Linked DNA regions of Mus musculus: region 1 is linked to region 2. A link is a contact called in public Hi-C data. All regions are on one chromosome and are shown on one strand. Each heading gives the region's core, a stretch centred on a gene start, on an enhancer-like site or on the middle of the called end of the contact. The rest is flanking DNA. Distances are from core to core; before and after follow the strand shown.

The links. Hi-C and Micro-C count contacts between places; a contact is called where the count stands out from the background.
Region 1: a Hi-C map of bone marrow-derived macrophages shows a contact between it and region 2, with 2.8 times the contacts expected there. The contact joins two enhancer-like sites. A contact is called at or near these places in 2 of 484 Hi-C or Micro-C datasets (bone marrow-derived macrophages and macrophages) and 1 of 115 datasets of contacts at active chromatin or transcription factors (bone marrow-derived macrophages).

The regions. Positions count from the first base shown.
Region 1 is chr13:108,771,808-108,776,497 of GRCm38.p6, forward strand. The region is part of intron 1 of Pde4d (phosphodiesterase 4D, cAMP specific); the gene reads left to right. Among named protein-coding and RNA genes, the nearest start is that of Pde4d, 120 kb to the left of the region's middle. Within about 2 kb of position 3,329, at least 78 of the 459 cell types and tissues checked have an H3K27ac peak or open chromatin away from gene starts, as enhancers often do. A contact at or near this core is called in bone marrow-derived macrophages, where this site is marked.
Region 2 is chr13:108,550,497-108,555,055 of GRCm38.p6, forward strand. No RefSeq gene overlaps it. Among named protein-coding and RNA genes, the nearest start is that of Gm27572, 54 kb to the left of the region's middle. Within about 2 kb of position 2,760, at least 12 of the 459 cell types and tissues checked have an H3K27ac peak or open chromatin away from gene starts, as enhancers often do. A contact at or near this core is called in bone marrow-derived macrophages, where this site is marked.

The DNA.
Region 1 (4,690 bases), core at 2,079-4,578, 220 kb after region 2:
GAAGAGATATATATGATACAGTCTTCTGAGAGTCAAGGTTGACGGATGATCTGTTCAGAAGCAGGAAACATTCTTGAGCTATGTCCCTGTGCATTGGCAGCTTATAATGCTGTGGACATCTGTGGGTAATTTATCACTGGATCGGGTTCTTTCTGCTCTGTCCCATTATTACAGGCTATCTGGGAGAGATACTTTCTGAACTATTGACAGACACCTTTGAATTACTGTATTGAAAGCCATCAAGACATTTTTCTCCCTTTGGCTTAATGTCCTTGACTTCAGCACTCTTTGAAAGCATTTTGGTTCTGTTGGATATTGTCTGAGCTTCTATAATGGGAGTGGATAATATATTAATTAATATGACGGCTTTTGCCCGCACAGCTCAGGCTCCGGCTCCAATAGCTTTCTTTCAATGAATTCACTGCCTGGGGTTGTTTTCTTTTCACTGTAAAATTGAGACAGCCTCTCAAGCCTGGAGCACCTTCCAATCTACCAAAAAAGCCTGGAGCACCCTCCAATCTACCAAAAGGAGCAACCTCATGTTACAAAGCAAGCTCAGTCTAAAGGCACACCCATCGAGCCCAGGGAAGTGACTTGTTCTGCTAGGGAAAAAAACACATTTCTGGGCTTATTGTTATTTTAATTGCATACAGGAGAGTACAGAGGAAGGGGTGAGATGGCAGTGACCCTTAGCTTGTCCGGGGAATGACGTGTGCATGGAATCCTGTTCTGAGGGAGAAAAATAACTAAAAATAAAAGACATTTACTCAGAACCTCTAGGGCAAGGTGCAAAGAGCCTGTGCGGTAGTAGCCAAAATTAAAAATTAAAATGCTTGAGATCTGCAGAGCAGCTGCCATCAGCAGAGCCATGGGCTTTTTCTGGGTAGCTTTGTACCTGGTTAATTCTGACAAATTGACTCTGAATGCTAATTTTCTTCAGTATTTTGTGTCTTTGCTGGTGAGTTCTTTGTAGTCAGTGGATTTTTGCATTGACTTAATCCAATAAATGCTTAATCCAACAAATAACATACAGTAACCAAAATAGGATTGTATCTTTTCAAAGTGCTATTCAAGTCCCAAGTAGTAGGAGTTAAATAGACCTGTGGTCTGTATATACTATTTCTGTTGATAATCTACCAAATGATGATATAAAACAGAAAATAAGGCTTAAGCATGGTATAAGCAGTGTCTCAAATTATCTACTTATATGGATCAATGAAGAGAGATCAGCTCTGGAACTAGATACATACACAAACCTACAAAACAAACTACAAGTGGACTCAGCAAGTTGTTTTTATCAATGTTTGTGCATATACATACATATATGCATACATACATGTTTACATACATATATACATACAACTCGACAAAAATAGTCAAAGGAAAAAAAATGAGATCAGCTTGAGGGTTGGGTCAGAAATGGGAGGAGTTTGAGAGAGGGTAGCTGGGAGGAGCTGGAGGGAGGAAATGAATGGAGAAACGTAATATAAATTCTATTTCAATTAAACATACATGAAAATAAATAAATACAAGAAATTATTTATAGGTGAGAAATATATACTTCCACGTAGACCAAACTGGTGCTTCTGCCTCCTGAGGGCTGACATTAAAAGAATGTGTCGCCATGCCTGGCTATTTCTGTGCTTTAGAGTGCAGTTACATTTTCCATCCCAGTCCTTCCGATTTAGTTTAGCTTAGTTTGAACATGATTGGTATTCCAAGGGCCTGGTGTAAAGTCTTCAATGTGCTATCGGAAGGTGATGGAACCTTTAGGAGATAGGATCTGATAGAAGGTTCTGAGTTCACTGGAGAGATTTAAAGGAGTTGGAGATTTAAATATGATCCTTTGGCAAATCTTGTGTGAAATGGATGCTAGTGACTTGAATTTTCATGAGAGGATTATTATAACAGGAACAATCATGGCCCCTCCCGTGCTCTTTCTCTCTGATTTTTTTAGGGGGGTGTGATTACTTGGTTCTACGTAGGTTTCAAGTAGAATGTGTCAAAATATCCTGCTCTCACTAGAGGCTAGAAAAGTCGTTTGGCCTCATCTTGGACTCTGAATCTCTAAAATGATGATCTAAATAAACTCCTTCTTTATACACAGCACTGGTAGGCTGACTAATGTATCACCCTATTGAACAGCTGAAGGAGATATTCAACATTAGGAGTACAAAGGTCTAGTGCTATACTGGCCCTTGTGTACAAGTCTCAGAACTTCTTTGAGTCCAGACCCAGGTGGTTGCCTTCTTGGTGATACCTTTTAAATCTTGATGATGTTTCTAAAGATACATATTCTCATGAGCTCATAAGAAGAATGTGCTTTTACATGCAATGAGTAGTCAAGTTAAACTATCTCAAAATGATTGTTCGCCTATCATTTGCAAAGAACATCAGATGACACTTCACAATCAAACAATATCTACTCTGCAAAGGACTTTTTCTTAACACTGACTCTGGTTTTCAGCATAGTATATGAGTGTGATGATAGCATTTATATTTACAGAAAAGGGCTTACAGCCATCTGGGTCAGGGTGCAAGGTGGAGCACTGCGAGATCTTCCCGTTTTAGCAGGAGAACGATGATCATATAAAGGGATTTTCAGGCAGTTATTTTAAATTTCTTTTTCATTATTTGGACTTATTCATGCTTTGAGTAGTAAGTGGGACTGTAATTTCTAACCCTTTAAATTCTAATATCTAGCTTAACTTAGAATATTTAAGATGTGTGGTTCTTCTGAGTTTATGAGTAGAGAAATATTTGGATATTTGTTTTCTCACTCCATTTTCCAGTACAAATGAATTGTTTTTCTTCATAAAAAGGTATGCCTGCTTATACTTCCTCAGAGCACCTTTGTGGAGAATAGGTTTTCAATATTCATTTCAATTCTATTTCTCGTGACCTTACGTAGGCTCCAAGCTGTTAGATCTTAAGTATGTGAGCTCTTGGAGCTGAGCAGTAATTTAGTGACATTTGAATGTCATGCCTTCTCCTCAGCTATTTTGCATATTACAAGTAGACTAAACTTTAAGGTTTTTATAAAAAAAATTACAGAATTACAGTTGGTGATTGTGTCACTGGAACCAATTGCATTTTATTTGTTCTTGAATGGCCCATTGTACTGAGAACCAGGCATAAGTTTCTGTTCTGACAATTATGCCTTAGTGACAAGGTCGATTACTTGTTGTGACCTAAATGCTTACTAGAAGACACCTCCTCCTATATGAAGATATAAAGCAAACAGGGCCAAAAGTTGCAGAAGCTGTAGTAGCCTCATGCTGTGGAGCTGTGGTCAGCTTCTCCCCAAGGCTTGTAATCTCCTGAGCAACTTCCTTCTGAGGAGAGTTGCAGAGTGGAGAAACATCTGCAGGAGTGGCCTAGCTATAGGAATAGGGTTAGGGGTGCCTCAGAAAAGCCACCTTGCCTGGCAGTGGGCCAAGGATGGCCCTTTCCTGCCATGACTTAGGCCACACCTACTTGTCAGTTAGCAGTCTAGGAAGAGACTGAAAGCACAGTTGTGGCTGTTGGAGCCACATGTCCCCTCTGTGGTGGTGCTTCTTGCATGGTGGCTGCCAGCTGTAAGTGGATCAGGTATGTCGCCCCTTTCCTGAGGGCAACCCAGAACAAAGATGTAAGGCTGTGGGGTCAGGCAAGTGCAGAGTTGGGGGTGGGGGGTCTGAATTTAGGAAGATGTGGACATTTCTTTTTGGAATCAGAAGCTGACAGATGGTTGTGATAACTGTATCAATAAATGGCCAATACATGGAAGTTTGGCACTATACTTGGGGAATTGATGGAGAAAGATGTTTTTGAAAGAAAGATTAGAACTGTTCTGGGTGAGTTGGGATGGTCTAGGATCTATCCTGTTTTGTTTGCTCTACTCTGGAAGTAAAGTTCCTAAAGTTTCAAGTCTCTCATTACTAAAACCAAAAGTTGCCAGGTCACCAAAGTTCTTCCTAGGAACCTCCTTAGGGGTGAGTCAGACATTCTTACTGCAACTGCCACGGTACTCCCAGGCTGCTTCGGACCCCTGTCGTTTTTATCTTGCTCCACTCTTACTCTCTGAGCCTTCATCCCGGTACCTCTGCCTTCCCTGAGGTTCCTTGAAATATGCTGTGTACGTACACTCCTTCTCAGAGCCTTTCCACCTACATTTCCCTCAATTAGAATCTTCTTCCTCCAGAGGTCCACATGACTCATTTCCTCACGTCCCTCCTGTCTCTGTCCAACTGGCACTTTAGAAGAGAGGCTTTTATGGCTGTGCTGTCTAAAATAGAACATTCACACATTCCCCATCGCTTTCCTTCCACTTCCCCTGCCATCTTCTCCCCACCCCCAGCTCTTAGGACTACAGATTGCCACATCCTATTAAGTTGAATCATAGGAAATTGTCTCGCGGTGGGTCAGGAAGAGCCGAATGTTGACCATTTTGTACAGTTGAATCTAAAATAAATTTATTAATTTGTTTATTACTTTTATAGATTTTTTAAAACATGAGTTCAGGAGTTTGTTTGGATTTTAGTCACATCTCTAGAATTTAAAACATAGCAAGCATTTAGAAAAGTTCCAACAAATGAATGTAAATGAAGATGCAAGCTAGTGGGATTTGTTGAGAGTAAACAGAGAAAACTTAAATAGGAAGTGATTTTTGTATGTGTGATCTAGAGGAAACTGCAGAATAAAAGGATTT
Region 2 (4,559 bases), core at 1,510-4,009:
CATAGATTGGTTGGTTATTCCCACCTTTGTGCCACATTGCCCTAGCATATTTTGTAGGCAGGACATCATTGTAGATCACAGGTTTTGTGGCTGGGTTATCGTTTATGTTTCTTTTTTGGTGGACTGCACAGAACCTTCCCAGACCAAAGACAGAAGAAAAGAGTGATGGCTTTATGGAGGTACTAGCTTGACAACTCCATGTTTCATGAGTTGTACTGGGTACTTTCTTCAACAATGGGGCCTTGCTGTCCATTTGCATAGAGCAATCTATTAGCTTGGAAGCTCTTAGCATTGTTTGGGGACTTCCATGGGACTCTTTTGGTCAATAACTCAGTTGTAATCCAATTGTATGCCTAACGCTGTATGGGTACTGGAACCTTTGTTCATCTATTATAATTGGTGTTAATAATGGCTTCTCACTTTTCAGTTCCACTTACAAGGAACCTGCATTTTTTTTTTTTTTTTGGCATGCCAATAAAGCCCCTTTACTGTCACATGGGATCTTTGATCTTGAATGATCTGTTTTTAAATCTGAGACATTGCACAAACTTTCCTAGGATTCTTTCCAGATTTAAAAAAACAAAAACAAAAACAAACTGGATCCAGAGGGATTTTGACATGCATGGTTTCTGCATTAAAAACTTTCAAGAAACTTTCATGAGGCAGGGGTAGGGGTGGGGAAGGCATGCGATAACCAGACATGTAAGTTGGATTTAAATGTGTTTTCCGCTAACTTCCTTGCTAATAATTATACAGGCAGTTTTATGTAAGCACTTTGGAAATTTTAGAAGCTTTTCCATTTCAGACTTAATATAGTTGGATCATAAATAAATATCAGATATGTTTTGGAGACACTAGAAACTAAATATTATGCAAAGGCTACCTTCTGTTGCGTCAGGGGCTCGGATTGTTTTTGTTAAAATATCTGGTATGAAAGCCCTGAGATTAGATGGGGTGTCAGCTCCCTGTATTTTTCTGCTATCGAATGTCGATGACTTCTATTGTTGGCAGGAACTGAGATTTCATTTCCCTTGGCCACATTCTGATGCTGGCTCACAGAAGCAGGTCTCCCTTTGCAGATTTTTCTGCTCAAGGTAAGCGAGAGAAGACATGCAGGAGGGAAGTGTGTTTGTGGCTGGAGGATGGGAGGAACCCAGTGAGCATCCTCAGAATGAAAGTGTATTTTTTTTTTCTCTGAATATATAAAAAACCTGCTCACACAGCCTAAGCGCCTCTGACTGGTATAATGGCAAAGATGTGTGTAAGTGTATGTGTGTGTGTGTGTGTGTGTGTGTGTGTGTGTGCGCGCGCGCACGCGTTGTCAAAATAGGACTGAAGGGTTTTTATTTTCTCTGTAGAGTAAAATGAATGTTTTTGTGGATCAGGTGCCTATGTGTCTGCCTTGAATTTATGAACTAATAATTCTGCTCCCAGAGATACCGTCAGATATTTTAACACTATGGTTTGTTCTGTGTTATTCTGGTAAGTGTATGACTTCGCTTTAAAATAATTGTTCTTGGAATTTCTGAGTATGAAGAAAAGTCAGATATAATTAACATGCACAGTGCCTTCTTCATCAAATGTAAGTTCCTGAAACTGGCTAATAATTTCATTTTCTCCTTACAAAATACCTTTTGCTATTTTCTCCTCACTGAAGCGAGTATAAACACCAGCAGAATAGAATCAAGCAGGTTTTATGAATGAAATCACAAACAAATGATAGTAAATAATATCATGATGGATACCAGCTAAAATAACTGAGTTGACATAGAGTGTAATAAATTAAAAATCTATATCCCCAAAGGATCGTGCTTAGTATTATAGGTACCTCTCAGGGATATAGCAGAGTCCTGTAGTTCTTCTGAAACCCTTAGGCACTGTTATTTAACTACACGCTGTTGACTAAGGAAACTGGATCCTGTAGCCTGGAGACCTCTGTGTTCTCAGCTCACCCCTGCTAATGCCCTCTGGTCTTAAGTAACACAGGGTGGCAAATATTTAGAGTGAGCTCTATGTATCTTTGGGATTTTTTCCTTCTCCACCATCGGCAAATAGCACAGTTCCTACCCCAGTCTGTAACCTTTGAGGTAACTTCCGTTGTTAAACACACAATGGGCTGTGTGGGTGTTTAATGGTCTTCCCACCCCCCACTACCACCCCCTATTTCAGGTAGCTATTCTCACTCTCGCCCAGTATAGAGTTAGTATTTCTCAATGATCTCATGTGTGCAGTTTAGAAAGCACAGCAGCAGGAGCAAAGAAATTAACAACTACAAACGTAACTAGCCTATAAGCGTGAGTTAAATAGAAACATGTCTTTACCATTGATACATATGAATGTCACTGGCTGTAAGCGCCAGGTAAAAATATACAAATAAAATACAGGTTTTAAATATGATTTTTTTGATTGTTGACATTATCCATGTGTTATTTTTAGATCCTCAGAGACTCCATATAGATCTTTGGGGGTGAAACATTGTATTGGAAAAGAATGAGAGCCTGCCATTTGCCCTGTTTCATACAAACTTGTATTCTTAATATCCAGTGTGCCTTAAGAGATAGAGAAAGCACTAAAAGGCGTTTGAGTATCCTGTGTTAAATTACATCAGGGCTGTCTGTCCCCACAGCTCACAGATCTGGGTCAGTATTTCCCCATTTTCTTTCGTATGTGTCACTCCCAGAGAACTTGGGAGGTCCTCAGGAGAGTGTAGTCACAGCCACTTTCTTCCTTCTTCCTTCCTGTGTCAAAGGGCAGGCAGTTTTCCTGTGTCCTCTGAGTCAGAGTTTAGGGAAGAGAGAAGGACTGGGTGGAAGTTGCTGAAGTGAGGGAGCGTCACCGGCCCGTCATCTCACAGCAGCAGAAGGTTTGCAGAAACCCAACTGTTTGAATTTTGTTATTAACTGTTAACATGAGAGTTGAACTGCTGGTTGCTTAGTTGCTGTGTATTTTTTCTGTTGTCATTTCTAAGATTGCCACCACTACTACTAATAGTCTGCCTATTATTGACTACAACCATGCAAGTGAATGATAATTTAAATTAGTATCTCAGCCAACCTACATTTTCTTGATTGATGGTACGACTTGATACTCATTTTTCTCTTTTAACAAACTTAGTCTGAATGTCTTTCCTTCCTGTTAAATATTCCCCACCAACACAAGCTTTAGAATAGAATGTTCTTATGGTTAGAGGACACTCATTTATCCAATCAAATTTAAACTATGTAAAAAATTATTGTGTGCCCCTGGCCGGTGAATCGGATCATTTCCATTAGACACTCTTCTAGAAGCAGAGCCTGACTTATGTATTCCTTGCTTTCTATATAATTGTTCTCCAGACATTTTCTCTCCTTCATTTATTTTTCCATGAGACATGTGGATGGACGTATATTTTCCCATAACTCAAGGAGTTAAAAACTCTGTCAACTTGACCCAGAAGAAATAGTGTTTTGCTTATTTGTGTTTCTTAAATTGTTAGTGAGACTGGGCAGTTTTTGCCTCCTGAGACTTGCCTATTAATATTCTTTGTCTATTTTACTCTTGGGAGGCTTATTTTCGAGTTAATTCTACGGACATTTAAAGACGACACAAGTAAAAATCTGTGGATTGGCTCCAATGTAAACAGTTTCATCTTTACTTTCGGCATTTTTCCTTTAAACAATTTTTACCTGTGAAATCTATTTACATGGAGTTAAATATTTTTTTGTTTTTTTTGTTTAAGAAGGAAACCACTTTATTAATTTTTATTCCATGTATGTATGTTTATACGATAGAAGGGCACGCGAATGCTGCAACACATGTGGGGAGGTCACAGGACAGTGTCATGGCGTGGCCTCTCCTTGGACATTTGTGTGGATTCAGGGGACCAGCTCAAGTCACCACACTTGTACTGCAAGGGCCATTGCAGGCTAAGCCACTCGCTGCCCCTCCGCCTTTGAAAACGAATTGCATGAAGACTAAGCATTGTTTTGTTTCATTTTTTGAGATAGAGTATGATGTAGGCTGGCCACAGCTTGCTACTTTCTTTCCTTTGCCCCTGTCTGCCACTGAAGGAGTGTGCCACCATGCTGAGTGCTAAGCTGTATGTGTAGTATGTATAGGCTCATGTATGTTGGGTGTGGAATTGTGTGATAGACCCCCGTGCCTTCACCATTGTGCACATTTGGAACTTGGTAGGAGTTGATGAGTGTCCTTCCATTTCCTCCTGGTTAGCCCAGGGTGACTCCCTTTTGATGTTTCTGCTTTTCCCAAGATTATATACACCTTTTCTACATTTTCTCCCACTACTTTTTTTTTTTTTTTTTTTTTGCTTAGTTTACATTTAAATATTAACCGATCTGGAATGTTTTTTCCTGGTGTTTAACAGTGTAACAATTTAACTGCACATGTCTTCCAGATGGTTTTTTATTTATCCTGACAATAATTCTCTAAGAAATTTATCTTTGCTTTTCAAGTTTTACCTTGAAAAACCAATATAAAGTGGCATTGACTTCTCTATCTCTGGTTGGCTGGAACTAATGCTTCCTTTAAATGTTTGATGGTTTGAATCACTCTTATCTCTT